Regions from separate parts of the Mus musculus genome. Here all the other regions are linked to region 1. A link is a contact called in public HiChIP or PLAC-seq and promoter capture Hi-C data. All regions are on one chromosome and are shown on one strand. The core of a region is the stretch at or near the end of the contact, and the rest is flanking DNA. Distances in the headings are between cores, read along the strand shown.

Evidence for each region. Promoter capture Hi-C pulls out the DNA fragments that hold promoters and counts their contacts. HiChIP or PLAC-seq counts read pairs in DNA pulled down with a chosen protein or histone mark.
Region 2: a contact with region 1 is called in a promoter capture Hi-C map of hippocampal neurons, with 3 times the contacts expected there. The contact joins the promoter of Tmem100 here to the promoter of Dgkeos in region 1. A contact is called at or near these places in 2 of 39 promoter capture datasets (cranial neural crest and hippocampal neurons) and 1 of 115 datasets of contacts at active chromatin or transcription factors (microglia).
Region 3: a contact with region 1 is called in an H3K4me3 HiChIP or PLAC-seq map of stem cell-derived neural progenitor cells, with 6 times the contacts expected there. The contact joins the promoter of Ankfn1 here to the promoter of Dgkeos in region 1. A contact is called at or near these places in 2 of 39 promoter capture datasets (embryonic stem cells and hippocampal neurons) and 1 of 115 datasets of contacts at active chromatin or transcription factors (stem cell-derived neural progenitor cells).

Annotation. Positions count from the first base shown.
Region 1 is chr11:89,058,198-89,062,947 of GRCm38.p6, forward strand. Dgkeos (diacylglycerol kinase, epsilon, opposite strand) reads left to right here and starts at 2,554. Exons shown (of 4, transcript NR_110336.1): 1 at 2,554-2,626. Dgke (diacylglycerol kinase, epsilon) reads right to left here and starts at 2,551. Exons shown (of 11, transcript NM_019505.4): 1 at 1,734-2,551. The coding sequence starts at 2,188.
Region 2 is chr11:90,027,906-90,032,655 of GRCm38.p6, forward strand. It overlaps Tmem100 (transmembrane protein 100), which reads left to right and starts at 2,443. Exons shown (of 3, transcript NM_026433.2): 1 at 2,443-2,838.
Region 3 is chr11:89,694,462-89,699,211 of GRCm38.p6, forward strand. It overlaps Ankfn1 (ankyrin-repeat and fibronectin type III domain containing 1), which reads right to left and starts at 2,475. Exons shown (of 20, transcript NM_001327810.1): 1 at 2,364-2,475. The coding sequence starts at 2,396.

The DNA.
Region 1 (4,750 bases), core at 1,304-3,803:
CCAATATCTAGGCATTTTTTAAGGTTAGAGGGATGACTCTGTGATTAAGGGCACTGGATGCTCTCCTGTAGAGAGCCTAGGCTTGACTCCTGGCACCTGCATGGCAGCTCACATCCCTCTGTAACCCCAGTTCCAGGGCAACAGATGCTTTCTTTTGGCCTCCATGTGTACTAAGCATACATGCAATGCAGATAAACTTGCAGGTAAAAGACCCACAAGCATACAGGTAAAATAATAATAATAAACCTTAAAAAAAAAGTCAGGTTCAGAAATAGCGTGACCACATGTCTTTGCCTGACTGTGATGACTTTGATTTTAGCTTATCTTCTGGCATCATCATTAACAATGCTCTCAATGTGTCCCAGCAGAGATAGTAAGTTCATAACACGACTTTTTAAAGAGGACAGAAAGGAGAGATGGCTCAACGGTTATAAATGTGTGCAACTGCTCTCACACAGGGCCCTTTGATCCCCAGCACCCACGCTGGGAAGGCTTACAACATCAGCTCCAGGGGAGGCCGATACCTCCTTGTGGCCGCTGTGGGTATCTGCACTTGTGTACAGATACCAACACCAACACACACATGCAACGCGAAAGCACTCACAGTAGCTTCAGAGCTATTAACTTGAAAGCGTGTGTGGGAGTTTCTATTTGTCCAAAATAAAGCCTGTTGGGCAGTGAAGACCAGACAAGGCTCTGACAAGGCTGGGTGTTGGAAGTCTTGGGGAACCAGCCCCACTTTATCTTCAGCTTTCTCAAGTGTGGAACCAGTGAGGAGGAGATAATCTGCAGGGCAGCTCTGCTGTCCACCAGCTTCCAATACCTACAATCCCTTCCAATAGGAAGCCTGTTCCACACAGCATTTCACCGCGCAAGATTCCTTGTTCAGTGTGCATGCTGAAGCCAGGAAAGCAGTCAGGTTAGCTCAGGTGACTCATCTGACACTTAGTCCTGAAAGATCTGACAACAGAAATGTCCTTTCAAGACTGGGGAGAGAGCCCAACAGCCTGATGAGTTAGGAGCCACAGAACTCGAAGGGAGCTCACTTTGCACCCCCACACCCCATAAATAAATGAGTGGAAAACGTAAATCTCCTTTCCCGTCTTGTGTGTCAAACACTTGACTATGACACCAATCGCTACAATAGCTACAGAAATTTAAAGCCCTGCTTTGGGTTGACCCTTGTTTTCATAGTTCCAAATCAAGAACAAATTGGTTTTGTGACTGGCATAAGGTTCTTTGTGTACCCTTCATTCTTCCTTATGTAAAGTGGGATGCTACAGAGTAGCCACGAGCCAGGCAGCACTTAAACAGGCCTTTGATGAAAATTAAGAGCCTTGGCAGGGGTGGGAATTTAGGGGTGGTGTTGGTGGTGGAATTCAGTTGTTAGAGAGCTTGAATAACATGCTTAAGGCTTTTGGGTTGGATACCCAGCACCTCATGAACTGGTTCAGGTGATGCAAACCTGTATTTTCAGCACGGGGAGGCGAAGCATTAAAAGTTCAAGGTCATCTGCTATCCTTAGTGAGTTTGAGGCTAGCCCGGGCCACAGGGGAGAGACTGTCTCACAAAGGGTAAAAACAAAAATAAAAACAAACAAAAACACCAACCAACATCTACATGAGACTTGCTTCAAACGCCAGGGATGCCGTGAATAGTTTGGGCCATTTGCTGAGATGAATTTAGGTCTCACCACCCACTGTTTACAATCCTGCCTCCCATAAAAGCCATACCTGTAATCGCACAGTTTAGGCTGGCTGCCACACTGCTGCCTGCAGAATACACAGTAAGAGCACAGGGGCACGTTGCCGCGGATCCAGTGGTGGGGCATGGCATCTGCGGCCTTGTCGTTCTTGAGCATGATCTCCTTGCACGGGAAGCGCTTGTCGACCTTCTTGAGGCAGCCCTCGTCCACGCGGAGCCCACAGCAGTCGCAGAAGGCTCCTTGCAGGATGTGCTGCGCGCACACGCAGCAGTAGGTGGGGTGGCTGAACAGGTCGGTGTCACGCCAGCAATGCTTGCTCTTGCGGAAGATATCCCTGCGGTGCAGCTGCCGGCGCGACCGCTGCAGGCTACACCATAAAGTGATGAACACCGGCAACAGCACGGAGCACAGCGTCCATAGGACCAAGTGGCCATCAGGGAGCAGGCTCTGGGCGGGTGGGCCGGACCGCTGGTCCCCCTCCATCTTCTCAGGCCCAGGCGTGGCCTATGGAGCGCCGGGTCCAGAAGGCTTGCCTTCGGATTCACTGCGTGGGGTTGCGGCTCGTCCCGAGGCTGCGCGTGGCCTCGGCCCCGGGAAAGGCGCAGGTCGCACCCGCGGGCTCCGTGCAGTACAGGCTTGGCTCGCGGCCACTGCGTTCACAACGGCTGTCGCGCTGAGCCTCGCCCGTGCCTCTCTCGCGAGGTCTCCGGAGACCCCCCCCCCAACCCCCCAGTTCGCTCTCGCGGTCGCCGGTACCACCTACAGCCAAGCCTCCGGCCGCCGTCCCACCCTCAGGCCGCGAGATCTGCGTGGGATGAGGAGGCCGCGCTTGAGAAGCGCACCTGCGCAGTCCGCACGCCGGCCGGCAGCTCGGCGAGGGCTGGGAGGGGCCTGACGCGCCCACAACTTGGGCGGGGCCAGGTAGGACAAAGCCAATGGCGGTGCTTTCCGATGGTGGGCGGAGCTAGAGGAAGGCGGAGTCTGCGCTGATAAAATTTGTAGGCGGGACCAGGTGTAGGGCGGGGCTCGCGGCGGCGCTCCCCTTGGGTGGGAGGGGGTCAGGTATGAGGGCGTGGCGGAGGCTAAGAGGTGGCTTGGAAAGTTGAAAGACTTCAAGGGTCTGGACCATCTAGGAAAGGATGAGCAGAGGAACGGATAAGATGGTGTGGAATGAGGCATGGTTTAGGGAAATCAGGGGCGGAGTAAGTACATGGTTGACTATCAAAAGTTCAGAACCAAAGGAAGTTCTACCATAAGTGACTTAACAGTATTTGACCTTTAGCCTGATCCCCTTCTTCAACGGTGAAGGTGGAATTGGCATGATTATGGATATCGGGGAATCCTGGATGGAGAAAACTGGCTCTTTTGAAGGTGTTATGTTCATTCAGAACACAAGTCAAAGACTGCCAAAAGTTACCAGTGTATTATATAAATATAATAAAATAATAAAATAACTGGACATGTGGCCCACATGTGGATGGACCTCTGTGAGTTCAGGGCCAGCCTGATCTACATAGTGTGAGGACCAAAACAGGAAAAATAAAGCATACAGGTTAAGAGTTCTGTTTGTATTTAAGGATAAGTTCCTGTTTGTCTTGTGTTTGTTTGACCCATCTGCACGGATGTGTTTGATTACATGTGGACCGGAAGTAAATCAGGGTCACATGTAGGCAGGAAATACATCAAGATTTACGCTTGCCCCCAGTTGAACCAGACGGGAAATGCAGTGAATTGTGGGTTTTGCCTTTTTAAGCCCGTGCAAAGCACGACTTGAGGCCATTCTCTGGGAACCCCGAGATGAACTTGGCCAGAGAGTCCATCACCTTGGCCAGTATTTAATTAAAGCTTACATTAAATTTGGTTTTAAATTGTGGTAGTGGTCTTATTCTCTACTGAGGGATTATCACGAGTTCTTGGTCAACTAGGGATACACAATAAGACAAACAAAACAAACAAAACAATGCAAAACCAACCAAACAAGCCGGGCAGTGGTGGCGCACGCCTTTAATCCCAGCACTCGAGAGGCAGAGGCAGGCAGATTTCTGAGTTCGAGACCAGCCTGGTCTACAAAGTGAGTTCCAGGACAGCCAGGGCTGTTCAGAGAAACCCTGTCTTGAAAAACAAAAACAAAAACAAACAAACAAAAAAAACCCAACCAAACAACAACAACAACAAAAACCCGAACCAAAACAACCCCAGGGATAAGAGTTCACCTGATTTACTTCCGGTCCACATGTGATCAAACACATCCGTGCAGATGGGTCAAACAAACGCAAGACAAACAGGAACTTATCCTTAAATACACTTTGTATTTAAGTACCTTAAATACACAAAGATCACTTTGTTTTACTTTGGCCATTCATGGGCCAGAGAGATGGTTCAGTAGATACCTGCTGCTAAGCCTGAAAGCCTCACTTTGATTCTTGGGACCCAAACACTCTCTGTGGCATGTGAGCACCCCCCCCCCACACACACATAAATAAATAAGTAAATATAATTTAAAAAATTACTTTGGGGGCTTGAGAGATGGCTCAGTGGTTAAGAGCACCGACTGCTCTTCTGAAGGTCCTGAGTTCAAGTCCCAGCAACCACATGGTGGTTCACAACCACCCATAATGAGATCTGATGCCCTCTTCTGGTGCATCTGAAGACAGCTACAGTGTACTTACATATAATAATAAATAAATCTTAAAAAAAATTACTTTGGGCATACAGGTCAGCTTCAGTCTATCTAGGTCATGAACGAGTTTCTATAATTTGTTCTACAATTCTATGATAGGATTCTATAATTCTGTAAAATGCAGGCTCTGGTCCCCTTTTTCTCAAGGAGGAGACCTGAGGTTATTTTCCCTTTGAGACAGCTTCCCTAAATGACCAGCAAGCACCCAGACCCACCTAGGGGGCACTAGCATTGATATATGTTGGGGTCCAGGAGTCACCCCACAAACCACAAAAACACGGATCTCAGTCAGACAGGGATGGCTTATTGAGCGTTTGCCTCAGGACTGATTGATCAGGGCTGCAGAGCAGACAGACGCAGGAGCT
Region 2 (4,750 bases), core at 1,193-3,692, 970 kb after region 1:
CGGGGTCCCAGTATCAGAAACTCTGCCTGCTCTCCCAGTCTCCCCTCCCCTATATGACTTTCTTCAGAATATTCCAACAGTATAGTGCAGGCCACTCTTTACTATACAGAGATGACTTTGGTGTACTGTTCAAAGCCACCCTGCTCTCTAAATAGACTCCAAAATGCATCATTCAGTCCCGCATATGACCATGAACCATTTCTAACCCCACTCTGGATGTTTTCCACCTAAGCCATGCAAGCTGCTCCCCATTCTCTGCAGAAGATTTAGATTCTTCAAAGTTGTGTTGATGTAATAGGGATTCCCCCCTCTACCCAGAATCACATTCGTTCCTTATAGTGCCAAATGATTGTCCAGCACGAACCGCCCAGTCCTCACTCACCTCTGCAGCGCACACACCTAGTCCAGAATTGATCCGTTCTCTCTGGGGAATGTGTAGCAGCTTGCAATGCTCTCTCTAAGGCAGAGTGTCTGCCTTGGTGTCCCTGTGCCTTTCCCGTTGCAGACTTAGCTCCAAGATGAGATCTCGTTTTGATCTTTGCTTCTCTGTCTGCTCAGCAGTCTTTACTAAGACCCTGGCCTCCAAAAGCAGTACAATCAATTTCAACCATGAAGAAAGAAGAATGGTCTTGGAGACCCCTGAAATATCCCTACCGCTCTAGCATCTTCCGGAGGCTCTCTCACAGGATACCTACCAGCCTGTATCAGTCTTGGTTTCAAACACACTCAAATCTGCTTGATAACACAGCTCTGTCTCAATGCTCAGAATCCTAGGGGATACAACACACAATTCAACCATTAAGTTTCTTTTCAGGGTACTTGCTCAAAAGTAAACTGAATGATAGTGTGCTACCCTGTACCTCCCCCTTCCCTGAATGAGAACTATTCGTAGAATCTTAAGCAGTCAAAAACAATGGCCAATGGATGGGCACAAGGTAGAGACTCCTGGAGTTATGGCTTGGTTCAGCCACTTTCCCTAGTAGTATAGATCCGCTAAAGTATCACACAGTGCCAAGTCTCAGAATCTTGCACAGGAAAACACAAACAGCAGTCCTGGAGATGTGGCCTGGGTAGTGTGTGATCGATGCTTATGAACATTCACGTGCTCCGTTCCTCTTCATTCGGTGGACTGGGTAGGTCCACTCCGAATGGGGGAGTTGGTTCTAGAGTTAAGGCCGAACAAAGTGCTAGCCACCAGAAGCCAGGACAGGCAACTAAGAGGTCCAAGCTGTTCTTTCTCTCCACATGTGGATCTTAGGAGATTCCTGTGCCTGGAACTTGACCAACAAATAGTAAAGACATGTTTGTATCTAAAACACATTTTTTTCTTCTTCCTCTTACTACTGTTAGATCTTTCTACTTAAAAGAAAACTGCCTAGAGCATATTTGGGAGGGGAAATAACAAGAGTTGTTATCCCCAAAGCACACAAAAACACAGATCACTTTCCAAAATGCCCCTGATTTCAGAGTAAAATTGTTGACACACCCTTTAAAAAAAAAAAAGAGTTAGCTAGGAGAAAAGCTGGCCAGCTTCCCGAATTTCACTGAACTCAACGGGCCTTTGTGATGACAGAGATCTTCATGTGGTGATTGGACAGAGAGGAGCCTGAGGAACTGGCATCTTCCGGGATGCTGGAAACTAGCCAGCTCGACCACACCAAGCAAAAGCAAAAACGAAAGTGGGAGGGAGGGAGAATAATCAAACACACGTGAGGGCAGTTCTTCCCCAAATGCAAAGCACAAGTGTGCTCCCCAAAGAGAAACCGCCAGCGCACTTCAATGGCAGAGTGGAAACGCCCCCGGCAGGCTCCCACAGATGGGACCTGCACCAGTGACCTGTTTGTCCTGGAACTGGCCATCCTTCTTGCTTCCTTCCACTGCGGACCCTCCCTCCCCCTAAGCAACGGCTCCTTATTGCTAAGGAAGAGGAGATGCTTTTTAAGTAAGGGGGAATTCTCTCTGACGTAGTAAATCTCCTCACAGCGTTGTTTGTGATGTTCTTGGTGGCCTCAGTTCTTCTGAGATGTGGCAGTCCAGTGTGTTAGCAACCCCATGCAATCTGGCATCTTCACATAAGGAACACTCATTGGCGAACCAGCTTGCTTGACTTCATGGCGACAGGCCACCCAGGCACTACATACAGCCTTATCTCTTATCATCTATCGCTCTTCTTCAGGCTGGCCTCGAACTCAGAAGTCTGCCTGCCTCTGCCTTCCAAGTGCTGAGATTAAAGGCGTGTGCCATCAGTGCGCCGCTATCTATTACTCTTCTTATCACTTAAACCTCATGGTGACAAATCTGCAGAGGATCCCACTCTCCTTTCCGGAATTCTCCAATGGCTTGCCTTTACCCATCCCCACCCCTCCTCCCACACCCATCTCTCCACCCACCCCTACCCTTACTCCTCCACCGCTAATGTAGAAGACCGAAAAGGAGTTCTTTTCTGCAGCTTCACACTACAAAAGAGTGATATCGAAGACTAGGTTAGAGAAAACCATAAAAAAGAATGCTTGCATAAGGATTTTAAACGGGGGAAAGAAAACAGGAGAGATTTTTAGTGACTTTTTAAATAATTGGGTTATGATGGATTCACTCCTGTAATTACAGTGGATGGTGTGGGCACGGAAAAAAAAATAGAAAAGAAAAGGAAAACGTAGAGTAAAATACAACAGCGAGTAAGGAATTTCCTTTCACCAAATTGTCTCCGGTCCCTTAATGGTCTGTAAATCTTGCTGAGTACTTTGTGTACGGTCCCTAGCATGGTGATTTGCATCCCACTGTCGGCCTCGCTGTTGGCCGCCGCTTGCTGCTGTCTCAGTCCACTTCTGGCTGAGAAAGGTAAGGCTCGGTTTCCTTGCTCTTTGAAAGATCTGGGAGAGGCTTGTAGATTGTTTGCCGGGGTTCGCCCGGGGAGGACGGTTCATACACTCGGAAGTCTTCAGGAAAGTTTTCTAAACTTGAGCCTTCCCAAGCCCTGCGCTCAAAGGAAAAAAAAAAAAAAAAAGAACCAGGGAAATTTCCTCACTTTTCTGCACCAAGAGCTTGCAGAAAAAGAGACTGGATGCATTGTGATGAAAATTTGCACGTGGGGCCAGGTGTCGCTTCCCAGGGTGTTTAATACCAGCTAGGCACCCTGTGGGCGGAAGACTGGACATTCAAAGGCGTTTTTGCATGTTTTGCTGTGAAAAATCTTTTTGAATTTCTTCTTAAGAGATAAAGTTGGTTAAAGATGCTTGTGCCCCCGGTTGCCCTGGTGCTTCTACCCTTTTCTTCCTGGCACAATTTCTGGTTAATCTCTGAGCTTTCCATTTCTTTAAATTTACCAGTTCAAATCAGGAGTTGTCTAATTTTGGAGACTGGCATCTTCTTACCTAGACAGATGCCTTTACACTGTGCTGGGACAGTGGCGCGGAGCGCCACACCTGAAACCATGAGAAGCCGAAGCTTCCAAGTTAGAAGTAGCAGCAAACCTGTGGCCTTGCACCCTGGAGGCACAGCTCTGTTCAGTGTCTCTCCTTACCGTTTCATCCTGGGGCTCGCCATGGGAAAGGATGCCTCTCTCCCCTGTAGGTTCATTTCTTTACCTTCGGCTTAGGAAGCAAGGGAAAATGATCTTCCACTAGGATATGGTGATGTTCAGAACTTCCTGGCTGCTACTGGGGATTTGCTTAATATACAGTAAATGGCCTGTGCTAGGAATCAGGGAGGTCTTGCCCCAAAGGCAGGAGTTCCCAAGTGGGAAGCAGCTCTCTTTGAGGGTTTCTATTTGATGTAGCCTAGACCCTAGGTCACCATCTTCTGAATACCCTGGTTCCAAATATGCCCAATCTCGCCATCCAGCGATGTCACTAGTTATACGTGAGACTCCATTTCTCTAAGACTCACATTGGAAGCTGTGGGTGATGGCAGTCTGGGCTTCCAGCTGGCCTAGAGGTACCTCCTATACCCAGCATGTTGGACCTCTGACTCAGGTCTCGGTAACTTCTCAGTGTGATCAATTGGAACCAAGGAGCACTTGCTCTGGCTCACATTGGAGGAAAGGGACTCCTGGTCTCTCTGTGTCCCCCTTGGAAGCTAGGAGGGTGAGAGGTCCAGGGGGCAAGCCAGTGGCTAAAGAGAGCTAAGCATCCCTCGGATGGGAAGACGAAGCTATTCTGTCAGTGATGTGAATGAGGAGACTGGACCAGGAATTGGTAAGACTTGCACAGATGAAGGAAATCCTGGGATAACCTTTAGAAATATGGGCAGGCTTGCCATAGTGCTCTTGCTTTGCCACCGACCTGCTTCACCCCAGGTTTTAGTGGCATTTCTGTAAGACAGCCTAACCCTGTCAGGTCACTGATGATGCTGGGGCACAGCCTTGAGGATATTATTCGAAAGAATGGTGTGCCAGGTGCGTGTTTGAAGATTTAAGATATATTATTGATTAAAATAGGACCAGAAACAGCAAGGCTTGGCATAGGCGGACTATATTATGGACCGATTTATTCAGACTCTACATTTTATAAGCTCCGAGGGTGAGCTTGCACCTATTCATGACTGAGGTTCAGTGGGCCTGGTGGTGAAGGTCTGTGACTGTAGCGACTGAAGAAACTGAGACAGGGGGATTTAAAGGTCAAGGCGGAGAGTGGGCTGGGAATATAGCTGAACGGTAAAGTTCTTGCTGAGTACATATGAGACTCTGGGCTCGATCTCCAGGATAGAGGAAAAACTGGGGTCTGAAGCGAGAGTTTATTTCTTTGTGAACTTA
Region 3 (4,750 bases), core at 1,225-3,724, 640 kb after region 1:
GTCTTTCAGCCTAGAGCTACCATAGCTTATTCCTCATTCAAGTAATGTTGAAGCTTTTAAAATACCACCTCTTCAGAGCAAAGGTTTTCCACCCTTTTCTGTCAGAAAAAAAAAGAACATTCTTTCCAATATTCCCTATCGATGGCTGCATACATTAAAGGATTGACTGCGATCAGATGACAGAGTGTGGCTGGCTTGAGTTAAACAGCTAACCTACAAGGGCAGAGATTCACTCCCAAGACAGTGCACTTGCCTCAATTAGAGAAAATCAAGATATGACCTTGTCTTATCCTTCAATAGTAAAAGTTCTCAACACAGGAAAAGCAATACAAAGCTGGTAAGATGAGTCTAATGATGGAGGATGTCAGAGTTAAAAAGGACCACATCCCGGGCACTACAGCATCTGGTTTCCAAGCCCAGAACCTCTTTGTGTTCTGTCTTCCCATTTCTGAACAGTCCTCTGTTCGAGGGGCAGCTGCCATGACTATTCCTGCCTTCCCTTCCCCTGTCCTTTCTCAGGCTGAGGCCTTCAGGGAAACAGTTGTGGTGGCATCCCTCTTTTCTGAATGCTGCCACTAGACAAAGATAAGCAAAAGAACTTGAGTGGGATCCCATTGCTGGGGAATGTCCAGTATCATTCAGAGTCAGTGGATCAGACTGGCCCCAGCTCCACCCTCCAGGCAGACAATGTGTAAAGATAAGGAGCTAAGATACCTTGAGCTGATCCCTCAGGAGACTACTCAAAAGCACAGCATATTGACTGACACCTTGCTGGGTGGAGACAGGAGGATCAGTAGTTCAAGGCTAACCTTGTTTATACAGTGATTTCATTGGACTACAAAAGACCTTATCAAAAAAAAGAAAGAAAGAAAGAAAGAAGAAAGGAAGGAAGGAAGGAAGGAAGGAAGAAAGGAAGGAAGAGAGAAAGAAAGAGAGAGAGAGAGAAAGAAAGAAAGAAAGACAGGAAGGAAGGAAGGAAGATAGAAAGAAAGAAAGGAAGAGAGAGAGAAAGAAAGAAAGAAAGAGAGAGAGAAAGAGAGAAAAAGAAAGAAAAGGGGAAAAAGAAAAAAGCAAGTGAATTCTACCAACACCTATAGAACACGCAAAACATTAAAACATTCCTGGGCTTGTGATTGGTTAACTCTGAGATGTGGCTGTAATGCATACAGTCCTTTACTGGAAAATTGAACACAGAACAAAAGGAATCAGATTATTTTCAAATGTGCCTAACAGGATAACGCAGTAACCAGTTTAAACTTGGAGCATCTCAAAGCACCTGCTTCTATAAACAGCCATGCTTAGAAGTCACCCTGAAAGTGGGATTTAAAAGGACAAAGGGATAAGGGAAAGAAGGGAGGGAAGGACAAGAAGGGAGACTTGGAAGAAGGAAAGAAAGCAGGGGGGGGTGAGAAAGAAGGGGGCAGGAGAAGGAGAGAGGAGAAAGAAAAGGGGGGGGGAGTAGTCGTTTAAGTCTTTACTTTCAGCAACTATTTCTATTTCTGCCTAAGACCGAATGCCAGAGGTCAATCTCTGGGAGCATTGTAGCATCCTCAGTGCCTGCTGAAGTCCTAGGGTAGAAGGTCTGATGGGTTTCCCTTTCCTGGGTACCCAACACCAATACCACTTATCCCAAACACACACACAAACAGAGGAACCCGGACTTAAGTAACACACTTCTGAATTGCCATAGAAACTGTTGATAAGTATTTGCCAAGTCAATAATAGATGCTTTTTTCCAACAAGCAGCCACACACATGAGGTCTCCTGGGTCAGAGAAAGGAATTCAAACAACCTTGGTGTGGCTCTCAGTGAGGAGGACGTCTTTTACAGCGCTGCATGAGACCCTCCCGGCCCTGTTCAGGCATTTAGAACTTCTCCAAAAGTGCTTGCTCTCGCTCCTCCATCAGGGTAGTAAGAAAGGAGGAAGGAGAGGGAGGGAGGGAGGGAAGAAGGGAAGGAGAGACAGAGACAGAGAGACAGAGAGAGAGAGGCAAGCATGTGTTTAACAGCAATCATGGGCACTAACCTGAGATGAGCAATTCCTGGTTTCCGAATATTCATAAATAGTCAAAGATAAGAAGGCAAGCAGAAAAGCTTGCCCCTAGAGGCCCCTCTCCTCCGCCCCACCCCATCCTCCCACCTCCCCACAGACAAAGGCATACTTTACAGCCCCAATTCTCTGGAACCAAAACTTGCCTGTATCCAGAAGCAGCCCCCCCTCACCCCCCCCAAAGGTTGCTTACCAGCTTGCAGCCAAATTCATTCACCCACTCAACTCACATTTTCCTGCCTGTTGAATGCAAACCACTTGTCTGCAAATGGAAATCATGAGATGAGAATCGTCGTAACCGTTGTTTTCCTACCCTGTTTGGTGATGTCTCCATGACAGGACACATGGATGAGTTCTGGAGTTGCGAGAGCCCCCCTCCTCGGGAGGGGGAGCTGGAGGGAAACCCCTTTGTAAACGTGCGCACATGCTGCGGTTGCCAAGGGAACCCTGGCTTTGTCCAAGGAGGCTGCGAATGGCTGCGTCTCCCACAGCCTGTCTCCTCTGCTCCGGAGAGCCCAGATCTCCATGCAGGGTCAAAAGCAAAGGCAGGGGAAATGCTGCGTGTGCTTGGTGACAAACACATCGTTCTCAAAGAATTAAAGAATGCATGTGTAGGAAATGTTATCGTAGGGTGGCACTAGTGGCAAGGGGGCACAGTCACGGATGTCGCTGCCATCAGGTCTGAGTTGGCCTCTGCACCCTCTGGAAGGACTGGAAAGCATATCTGAAAGGAGTCAGGTGGGAACAGTCAGAGAGAGTGGGGAAGGCTGAAGGGGATGTGTGCTTTCTGGGCTTCTGTTGATTTTACATACCAAAAAAGTCAATGGTTAAGTATATGTGAAGACTCTTAGTTGAAGGATTTGGCCAGGGTTCTTTGGGCTGTTGGGATAGGGGAGAGCACTTATGGCTGTATTATTCAAGTGTGGTAGGGAGCATCAGAGAGATGTCTGTATCATTTTAAGAATTATGTATATTCTCATGTGCCTGACACTTAAATATCCTTTTTTGGAATCAAAGCTCATAAGTAATATACTAAAGGAGTGGGGAGTTATGTATGTGCTTATACTGAAACGCTTCTGCCTATCAAGGGTAGACCAGGTTGGAGTAGATTGTCAAGTTTAGACAGATCCCATTGGCCAGCCTAATGCCTGGGGCCATGTATGTATTCAGCAAAATGTCTAGTGTCTACATAGCTGCTGACTAGTAAGGATGATGATACCTGATGGACCAGTTGTGCCTCTGAAGTCCCAGCTTGCCTGTTGACAGCAAGGAGGAACATGAGCTTAGAGCCCATTCTTACGATTATGTCCTTCTTAACGATGGAGAATTCAAGAGAGCTGTCTATCCTGCATAATGTATATTGGGGGGCATTAAGCAAGGCGCAGTGATCGGTGACCTCTGCATCTGTTCTGGGCTAACCATTCAGGGAAGCTGTTGACACAGAGTCACACAGAGCTGCACACAGGCTTGGCTAAGGTGGGGAGAAGATGTTGCTTCTGCTTGTCAATACCCTTTGCTTTTGAGGCCTAAAGAGGACTTGGTTAATTAGGGTGCATTACCTAGAGGTAACAGGGTTGGAAACAGTCCCAGCCCTGACTCTATTTTGTGATGTTGCTCCTGTCTTATGTATAAGACTAATCTAAATCCAATAAGAACTACACAAAATGTATACATTTCAACTGCCATACTCCAAGAATATACACAATTAGACCCTGTCATCATTTAGATAGCTAGAATACATCCATTTCCAAGCTGGCTGCATAGCAGGGCAAAGACATGATAAGTCCCATTACTGACAGTACTACCCTAGGGAAGAATGCAATCAAGGTTTGCCAAGTGGAGGTTGATAATGACTAAAGGGATCTGGAGTTCTAGCCTCACTATACTTTGGACATGGAGAGAGCAGGCATGAAACACTAGAAAAGAGACAGAATCCTGAAACTTGGCAAACCCCTGGCACATCAGGCTGAGCCAGAGAGGTGTAGACATTCTCTGAATGGGAGTGATAGCAGATCCCATTAGTGGCTGCTGGGAATTGAACTCAGGACCTCTGGAAGAGCAGTCAGTGCTCTTAACTGCTGAGCCATCTCTCACAGTCCCAAGAGATCAGACCACCAGAGCAAGGGAGCCATAGCCAAATGGTTTGGTCCATGACAATAGGAGGCCAGAGCTACAGCTTTCATACAATAGATTGGTGGATCAGGAAGCAGAGACCAAGTCAGAGCTTGGCTATACCCATCAAAGTCTTTCCTACCAGCCCACACTGCTATGAAGACCCAGCGTGTGACCATGGAGACCCAGTGTGTCAAAGTTTGTATGCCTGTAAAAGCTGTGTTACCAGATGGGGATCTTATGCTCAATCACGTACAATAATGTCTCTCTGGGGAACATTCCGGATTCAAACCGTAACACCCCACCCCAAGTTAGGAGGACTCCCTCAGACAAAGGCAGTGTGTGATAAATGTGCACTTTATCAGTCTCTTGGATCTTGTTTGTCTAAGTCAATAGTCAAGGCTGGCTTCTGCATCTGCCCCTCATGATTGTTCCTCGACTTCATTTGGTTCTAGAGTGCCTCCCCTCTTCCCGAAAAACCAGAGAGTTGACTTCACCTCACCACGTCCTTTCTTTTATATTTAACCATGCAAAATGACTCAAGTGACCATAGTCACCGACAGCCACCAGAGCCAGTTGTTCAGATGT